2 separate regions of the Mus musculus genome follow, and region 2 is linked to region 1. The links are chromatin contacts, called in public Hi-C maps. All regions are on one chromosome and are shown on one strand. Each heading gives the region's core, a stretch centred on a gene start, on an enhancer-like site or on the middle of the called end of the contact. The rest is flanking DNA. Distances are from core to core; before and after follow the strand shown.

Region 1 (4,267 bases), core at 1,057-3,556:
CTCACCACTTGATGGTACAGTGGTCTGCTTGGAAAAGAACTAAATTGGGAAAGGGATGGAAGCATGAAGAACATTCTGAAGGTGGTGTGCTGAAAAATCAATGGAACTATAGTGTCCGCCATACTTAAAATACAACAGTTAGAAAAAATTAATTCCATTCACACTGTTGACAAAGTAGAAATTAAACTGTCAAACTTAGGGGGAAGCACACACAGATCTGCAGAGGCAATCCTAGCACAGGGTTTCATGTGAAGCTTGGAAGAGCTTAGGGCCATTCTCTTGAAGGCTTTTGCTGGGTTGGGAATTGGCTGTGAGGTAGTGTTTTCCCAGCATGCCCTGAGGCCTTGGGTTTGATTGCGCATGCGTTAAAAGCTAAATTCCTTTCCCTAAATTAGCGAATGCACTTCATCAGTGCCAGTTGGGATTCTTAGATTGTTTGAGACTGAAGCAAACCGTTGTAAAGATCATTGAGAAACATGAGACTGACCAAGTGATTCAAGGGAATATGAGGATTTTTATCATTTTAATGCTATGTCCACCCAAATTGGATCTTTAGCAGACAAGTTGATGAAGAAACAAAAGATGCAAAATTAGCAGTAAAGAAAAAGAAACATGTTGCTGCAACCATGAATTAAACAAACCTAATCCAACCAAGTCAAAATATTAAATGCAAGCATATGAATAAAATCACCAAGCAAGTAAAGTTTTTATGAATGAAATGGAAAGAATTTCTCAGCAATGGAAGAAATCATGAAGCAAACTCTTACAACTCTAAACTACAGAAGAATAAACAACATCAGAAGACAGTTCATGTATTTAGCAAAATGTTAAAATTCAGTAGAAACAAATCAACCTGAAGGGACAACTGGGAGAAGAAGAAGCCCAAGGGACAAGTTAAATGAGACTCAAACAAACAGAGGCAAACTCTTAAAGCAACCCTCCAGGATACTGGTTTAGATGTTGCAGGATCAATGGCCTCATTGAGAGCAGTGAGGGGAATCGTAACAAGCCAGTTTGCAACCTGCTTGCAGGGAATACGTTTTGATGCCTTGAAAATATCCCATTTCCTATGTTAAGGTATTTTTCTGGAAACTTTTTTTGATAAGTAGTTCATTTCCCAGGGCTCTCCCACTTAGACTCAGAGAACATCAAAAAAGGGTGGGATTGAAAGGCCATGGCAGCTGAAGGATGGGGAAGCATGCAACACATCAGGGACGGGGTCAGGTGGATGTGGCAAGGCCATCACAGTAGTCAATACACAGCAGCTGAGGCTGCACGCAGAGTCTGGGGGGAAAACAAAAGGAACAGAGCGATGTGAGGGGAAGCGGGAAGCTAGCTGGCTGTAGGAGAGACAAGATGACAACGGGGCTTTGTGACACCTCTCTTTGTCAACTTGACAGTCTAGAATCACCTGAGAAGGCAGTCTCAGTGAGGAGCTGTCACTGTTGGGTTGGCCTGTGTGCATGTGTGTGAGGGACTGATTTGTCTTAACTGAGTTGACTGATGGGGGAAGATCCAGCCTACTGTGAGCAGCACCTTTCCCTAGGCAGGCACTCCTAAATTGTGTAAGAATGAGGAAATCAAGTCAAGTGTGAGCAAACCATCAAGCGAGCCTCCATTGCCCGCTGCTCTTGACTGTGGGACTGATGTGACTAGACATTTTAAATCTACATGCTTTGACTTCTCTGTAAACATGAACCTGAAACTATAAGCTGAACTATAAATCTTTTCTCCTCTAATTTGCTTTTTGTGAGGTTGTTTTGTCACAGCAGCAGGAATGACACTAGATCAGGGTGTCTGTGACCATGATGCCTTGTTTACAAGTGAAATACTGAGAGCAGTACTAAGGAGACTGCTCTCAGGAAGGTGGGAGACAGCTTCCAAGAGCACTGATCTTTTATTATTCTGCAGAGAAGGAAGGCCTGCCTCACTCAGTACAATGGGGAGACAACACTGCATTCAGGCAGTCTTGCCTTTGCGTGCCCTCATCCTTTGGTTGAGGACCTAACCTTACAAGGGTCTTTGTATTACTTACTTTTCTTGTAACCAAGCACCCGAGAAGCAGCAGTGGGAGGAAGGTGAGGCCATTTGCTTGTGTTTTGAGGGGCCACTGTCCTTCATGGTGGAGAAAACAGGATGGCATGGTCATGGAGTGGTTGGTCACATCCTATCTGCAGACAGCAGAGAAAGATGGGTACCTTTTCCTTTCTATTTAGTCTAGGACTGCAGCCCACAAGATGGTGTTGCCAGGCCCTGGGTGACTCCTCCCTCCTTCCTTAAACATTGCTGGGAACATTCTCATAAATACACCCTGAGTGGGTTTCCATGGTGATTTAAAACCCAGTCAAGTTGACAACCAAGATCATTTATCACAGTATTGCTGCTTTGTTCTCTAGAAATAGAGATGGGTAGGGAGAGGTCTAGCCCAAAGTACTGCCAGGAGCTTTGAGGGTAAGCCTGTCAGATCTAGGTCTGCTGTCTGGGGACTTTTCTCACCAGAAAAGGCACACCTTCCAAACTAGTAGCCAGCCAGTAGCTACGGCAGCAGCTGGATTCCCACTGCCTTAACTCCCTGCCCACACTCAGCCTACCTACTCTAGAGTTGGGTGGAGATGAGAAAGATGCTGTTTGTTAGCTATACTCAGGCTCCAGCTTGGTGTCCCTAACAACCAGCCACCTGCCCCAGAAAGGAAGACAGCACAGCTCTGGCAAGCAAAAGACTTGACTAAATCAATGTTGGTTCAGCTGTGGAATGCAATCACATACAGACTCTAAAAGCAATGTTCTTTTCAAACACATAAAGTGGGTATTTTCTAATATCAAATGGAAGAAAGCCTGTCATAAAATAGCATTAAATAAATACAAATTTATACCTTGGAGGCGCTAGGTAGGAAAGGCTGGCTTTTTTTTCTGGATAGGGTAATGAAGGATTCTTAATTTTTGCCATTTTATATTATATAAATTCTCCATAATATATTTGCACTGCTTTTATAATCAGACCAAAAAAAAAAAAAACCTATGTTATTTTTATAGAAAGCAGAATCTCAGAGGTCACAGTGACTTTGTGCTGTCTGTCCTCTATGAATCTGGAGAAATGAGCTCTTTGATTTTGGCCCAGGGCACTTGGAACATATGAGCACAAACCCACAAGAAGTTTATTCTAGGCAATTCACCATGATTACTCTCAGTGTGATGATTCTCAGACCTTTTGTCCTTGCACAAGGTCAGTCCATCCATCCACCTGCCCACTCATACAAAGCAAGGTCACCAAGAAGAGCCTGGGACTGTTCTGATCATGGCATTCACTTGCAGCCTTGACAAAGCTACAAAGCTATGTCTCAACTGGAAAAGAGTGTTCCTTCACAGGAAAGCAGACATGCAAGCAAGCAGCTGTGGACTAGGACATGGGTAATTGAGGTGTTCACCCAGCCCAGGGGTGTACAGAAGATCCAGAATAAAGTCACTGTGATATCCTTGTAGGGGGATACAATTTGATTTTGGTCATGAAAGATGAAGACCTGGGTGGGCAGGATATTCCAGAAGTGGTAGAGGAATGGTAAGAGGGATAGGGGTAGGTACTATTAGTACCCTAAGAATTGAACGACATAGGAGGATGGACTAGCTAGGATTCGTTGATCATAAATCACAAAAGTTGATTCTAACTTGAGTATGGGGCAGATCCAAAGAGCTCCAGGAGAACTGGGGAAACAGGAAGGCTCAGCAAGCACAGCTGCAGGGAGCTGAGTGGGTTCCATCTGAGCCGCCAGGTCTCAGCCCATGTTTTACTGAAACATCAGTTCCAAGGAGGGAGTTATGTAGCTGACCCTTGGATTGAGGAAGGGCTGCACTTTGAGTGACAGTAGACGATGTTTTCCTGGGATGGGTAAAACCTTCCTATATCAAATCAAACTTGATCCCCTTGACTCAAAATGAGGTTCTCAACTAGGAAGGAGTGTTTGCTTCTCAGGAGATTTTCCAGATTGTTTTGGTCAACATCTAAAGCAGGCAGAGGGGCCACTGTGATCTACGGGGCACATCTGGGACAGGGCATCATGCAACTGTTCAAAGGTGGCTCCTGTGTTCAAGAACTGCTCATCTCTAGGATGGAGGAAGTCTAGCTTGGAGGGCTCAAGACAGTGAGAGGAAGCAAGAGGCAGATGGGAGGATGGATGATGAATTGGCCTGTAAACAATGTGGGTTTTATGCTGAGAGCAATGAGAGCACTAAAGGAAATAAGGGTCATTGAAAAATCCTAAGCCAGAGACAG
Region 2 (4,267 bases), core at 942-3,441, 290 kb after region 1:
GTCCTCATGCAAGAAGTCCCCGAATCTTACCTATGCACATGTACATGCATGTGTATGCATGGTGCATGTAACTGTGCATGCATGTGGAAGATAGAGGATAAGGTTAGGTGCCCTGCCCTATCACTGTCTATTCTCTCACTAAACCTGGAGCTGAGGAGGGAATCGAGAGCTCCAGAACTCTTCCTAACTACATCACTCTCCCGTACAGTCCTGGGGGTTATCTGTGGCCACAGCCAGCTTTTTACATGGGCACTGAGAATTCAAACTCGAATCTTCATGCTTACACAATATGTGCTCCTACCTGCCAAGCATCTCCCAGCCCCATGTTTTAGTTTCCTGGCAATGTTCACCTGTGCCTGAAGTTGTGTGTTCAATTGATCACTTGTTTGTACTTTGCTCCTGCCCTCCTAACTGTTGAAATTCTCAAATGCTTCCTCCATGCTCAGACCTCCAGCAGGCACACTGTTGAAGCTATATAAATATTCATGGGAAGAATGAATGACCAGATGTCTTCCACAGTAGGCAGAGCTAGCTGACAAACACCTTCAGTGGTAAACAGTCTATTTCAACCCAGGGTTCTGTAATGGGAACTTCCAAGAGATCTCTCCTTCCTCGGTGGTAAGCACATACCACGCAACTCTGATCAATGATCATCAAAACTGGCATACGGAGGAGAGTTCAGCAGGGCTTACAGTTATGCTACACAGTATGTTGCGATCACTTTAAGGGGAACAGATACAAGGAAAGGAAGTGTTCATTGCCAGCAAAAAGGGGATATCCCAGTTTAGGGAAATGCTCTACCTTACAGTGTTTCTGGACAAAATGAAGCAAAGAACAAACGGGCGACAACAGGTATATGATGGAGATTCAGGCTCACATTCCTCCGTACTCTTTCTCTTCCTACTTTGAAAGACAGGCTTCTAGACTGAACCTTCAGCAGCTCAAAGGGTATACAGCACTGTGTATCTGATAAATCTCCACCCTCGGCCTTTGGGGAGAACAGAGGAGGTGTTTGGGGTAGATGGTGAAATGCCACATAGTCATCTTCGAAAATAGCAAGAACACAGATGGGTGCATATCAAATGTGCCTCAAGCACATGACTGGGCCACCTCCCTTCTCACCCAGCCAAACATCCATCTTTTAAAAGCTGCCAAATATAATTGTCCCCTGACAGCTTTCCACCTCCCGGCTGGGGAGAGAGGGTCTTGAAGGCCATCTGAATGTTGAGATACTTCTAGAAGGACCTTGGAATATCATGAGTTGTCTGCCTTTAAAAACAAACTGCTGTATAGAAGACCTCTATTTATCTGGGGAGGCCGTTAGAGATGGGTGATGAAATGGGGGTACACAAGAGAAGCATAAGGGAGCAGAGGCTGTTGGTCACAATGTCAGGTTAGAATAGATAAGGATGCTGCATGGAGAGCCTGGCACGAGGAAGAGAATGAGGAGGATGAAGTGTCGTCTCAGTCAGGGTTTCTATTCCTGCACAAACATCATGACCAAGAAGCAAGTCGGGGAGGAAAGGGTTTATTCAGCTTACATTTTTCCACATTGCTGCTGATCACCAAAGAAAGTCAAGACTGGAACTCAAACAAGTCAGAAAGCAGGAGCTGATGCAGAGGCCATGGAGGGATGTTCTTTACTGGCTTGCTTCCCCTGGCTTGCTCAGCCTGCTCTCTTATAGAACCCAAGACTACCAGCCCAGAGATGGTCCCACCCACAATGGGATCTTCCCCCTTGATCACTAACTGAGAAAATGCCTTACAGTTGGATCTCATGGAGGCATTTTCCCAACTGAAGCTCCTTTCTCTGTGATAACTCCAGCTTGTGTCAAGTTGACACACAAAACAAGCCAGTACAAGGGCAAAAGGAAGAAGAGGAAAAAGTGAAGAGGAGGGGGATTGAGGGGAGAAGGAAGGGTGTGTTGGTGGGTGCATATTGGGAGAGTGGAGCTAGAATACCATCTCCCCACTCCTTACCATAGAACTGAGAAGATATAAACTTTCTATTACCAGACCCCCACACTCTGCTCACAGCAAGATATTAATTCTTTCTAGCTCAGGTACTCATCGAAGCCCTTCCTGGATCATTTTCAAGCAGCACATTCTCAAAAGGCCCCGTCCTTTGTGAACAGCCTTCTAGGAACTCCGCCTGCCCCCCAAGCTAGGAGGAAAGAACTCTCCTTTGGGTAAATGCGTTGCCCACACAGAAGCAACACAGCCCCCAGCACTGAGATTCTACCAGGCTTTGTAATTAAATCCTCCCTTGAATCCAAAAGCACTTCAGGATTTTTCAAAACCTGGATCGTGGACAAAAAAAAAATCTAATTTTGGAAATCAAGAGGCAGACGCAGCCGAGCTTGCTTTGTGCATAAGCAACATCCACTTCGGAGGACAGGAGCTCTGTGACAGGAATCCTAGGAGAAGCGGGCTCCATCAATTATCTCCACTCCCACACAAATAGAACAAATACAGATTATAATAATTTTAAATCCCAGTTACTTATTCTCTTGATTTAAAAACAAAAGGCACTTACAAAGAAATGACTAAACAAGAATAGAAATACAAATTTTTAACTGAGATACCTCTTAGTATCTCTCTCACACACTCTCTCTCTTTCTCTCTCTCTCTCTTTCTGTGTGTGTGTGTGTGTGTGTGTGTGTGTGTGTAGGGCACATATGCACATGTCTGCATGTGTGTGGAAGCCATAGGTGATGTTATCATGCACACGCTTCCTTTTTTTTTTTTTTTTTTTTTAAACAAGGTCTCACTATGTAGCCCTGGTTGGCCTAGAACTTGCTGTATGGACCAGACTGTTCTCAATTCACACAGATCTGCCTGCCTCTGCCTCCTAAGAGCCGGGATTAAAGGCATGGGCCACAAAGCCCGATTGTCATTTTAGTTCTTGATCTAAGGTTTCTCACCAGCCTAGATCTCTCCCAGTAGTCTGACTGACCAGCAGCAGTAGAAATGCCTGTCCTTCCCATCCTACACTGGGAATGCACGCTCACACCATCCTACACTAGGAATGCACGCTCACACCATCCTACACTGGGAATGCACACTCACACCATCCTACATTGTAATGTACGCTCACACCATCCTACACTGGGAATGCACGCTCACACCATCCTACACTGGGAATGCCTGCTCACACCATCCTACACTGGGAATGCACGCTCACACCAACTGTGCCTGGCTCTGTTTTATGTGATTCTAGAGATGAACGCAGACCTTCAAGCTTATCAAGCAAGCCCTTTACTGACTGAACTATTGCCCCAGCCCTAACTTTTTCTCTTTATATTATCTTTTAGAACATTTTCCCAAACTTTACACAATAAGCAGATGTTTATTATTATAACTTTATCGACTGATTTTATCTTAAACTCCAGTTATTTGAACTATCTACATGTGAGTTACGTTATTAACAAATATTTATGAACCACCCACTGTAAGCTTTATCTGTGTTGGCCAACTATATAGTGTGAGCACTGCTGACCACCTTACAAATAAAGTTTTATTGGGATTCAGTCAGCTTGTTTGCTTATGTGATGGCTATTTCTGTACTAGAAGAACTATGTCATCACAACAGAGATACAGTGACCCACAACACTCTTGCCAGATATTTTCATTGGTCCCTGAGTTGTATGAAAGGCTCATCAAGTGACAGAAATAAGCAAACACAAGAATAGTGTGCATAGCTCAGGGGGTGCATCTTTGGGGTTCCATACTTCTAACACAACTGTGCTGCCGAAGTTGTAGGAAATATAAGATCACTTATTGTATTCATGGTTTGGTTCTCTGCCTAGAATAGGGTTCTTGATGTTCCAAGGAATGTAAAGCCCCACGTCTAGCTGGTACCTTTTCCCCAGCCCCCAGCACTTCACATGTGGTCAGGCACTCAGAGAGCTCTGGCACCAAGCATGGCTATATTCCAATAAAGCTTTAACTATAAAATGGGGCCATGACTCCGACTGTATTCTCAAGGCTATTCAAATCAGTTACCTTTCCTTGCCTTTAAGAATCTAGCATCTCTGGGTGACTTGGTGCTTAAGAGTTCTGACTGCTCTTCCAGAGGTCCTGAGTTCAATTCCCAGAAACTACATGGTGGCTCACAACCATCTGTAATGGGATCTGGTGCCCTCTTCTGGTGTGTCTGAGACAGTGATAGTGTACTCATATACATAAAATAAATAATTCTTTTTTAAAAAATGGATCCAGCATCTCTTACATAAAGCCAATAAAAACTACAGATCTGAGAATTTAA

What was found. Hi-C and Micro-C count contacts between places; a contact is called where the count stands out from the background.
Region 2: a Hi-C map of cortical neurons shows a contact between it and region 1, with 2.0 times the contacts expected there. The contact joins two enhancer-like sites. A contact is called at or near these places in 2 of 484 Hi-C or Micro-C datasets (cortical neurons and forebrain) and 1 of 9 other capture datasets (embryonic stem cells).

The regions. Positions count from the first base shown.
Region 1 is chr16:12,636,830-12,641,096 of GRCm38.p6, forward strand. The region is part of intron 3 of Gm45919 (a long non-coding RNA gene); the gene reads right to left. Among named protein-coding and RNA genes, the nearest start is that of Gm45919, 45 kb to the right of the region's middle. Within about 2 kb of position 2,307, at least 13 of the 459 cell types and tissues checked have an H3K27ac peak or open chromatin away from gene starts, as enhancers often do. A contact at or near this core is called in cortical neurons, where this site is marked.
Region 2 is chr16:12,923,865-12,928,131 of GRCm38.p6, forward strand. No RefSeq gene overlaps it. Among named protein-coding and RNA genes, the nearest start is that of 4930414F18Rik, 91 kb to the left of the region's middle. Within about 2 kb of position 2,192, at least 4 of the 459 cell types and tissues checked have an H3K27ac peak or open chromatin away from gene starts, as enhancers often do. A contact at or near this core is called in cortical neurons, where this site is marked.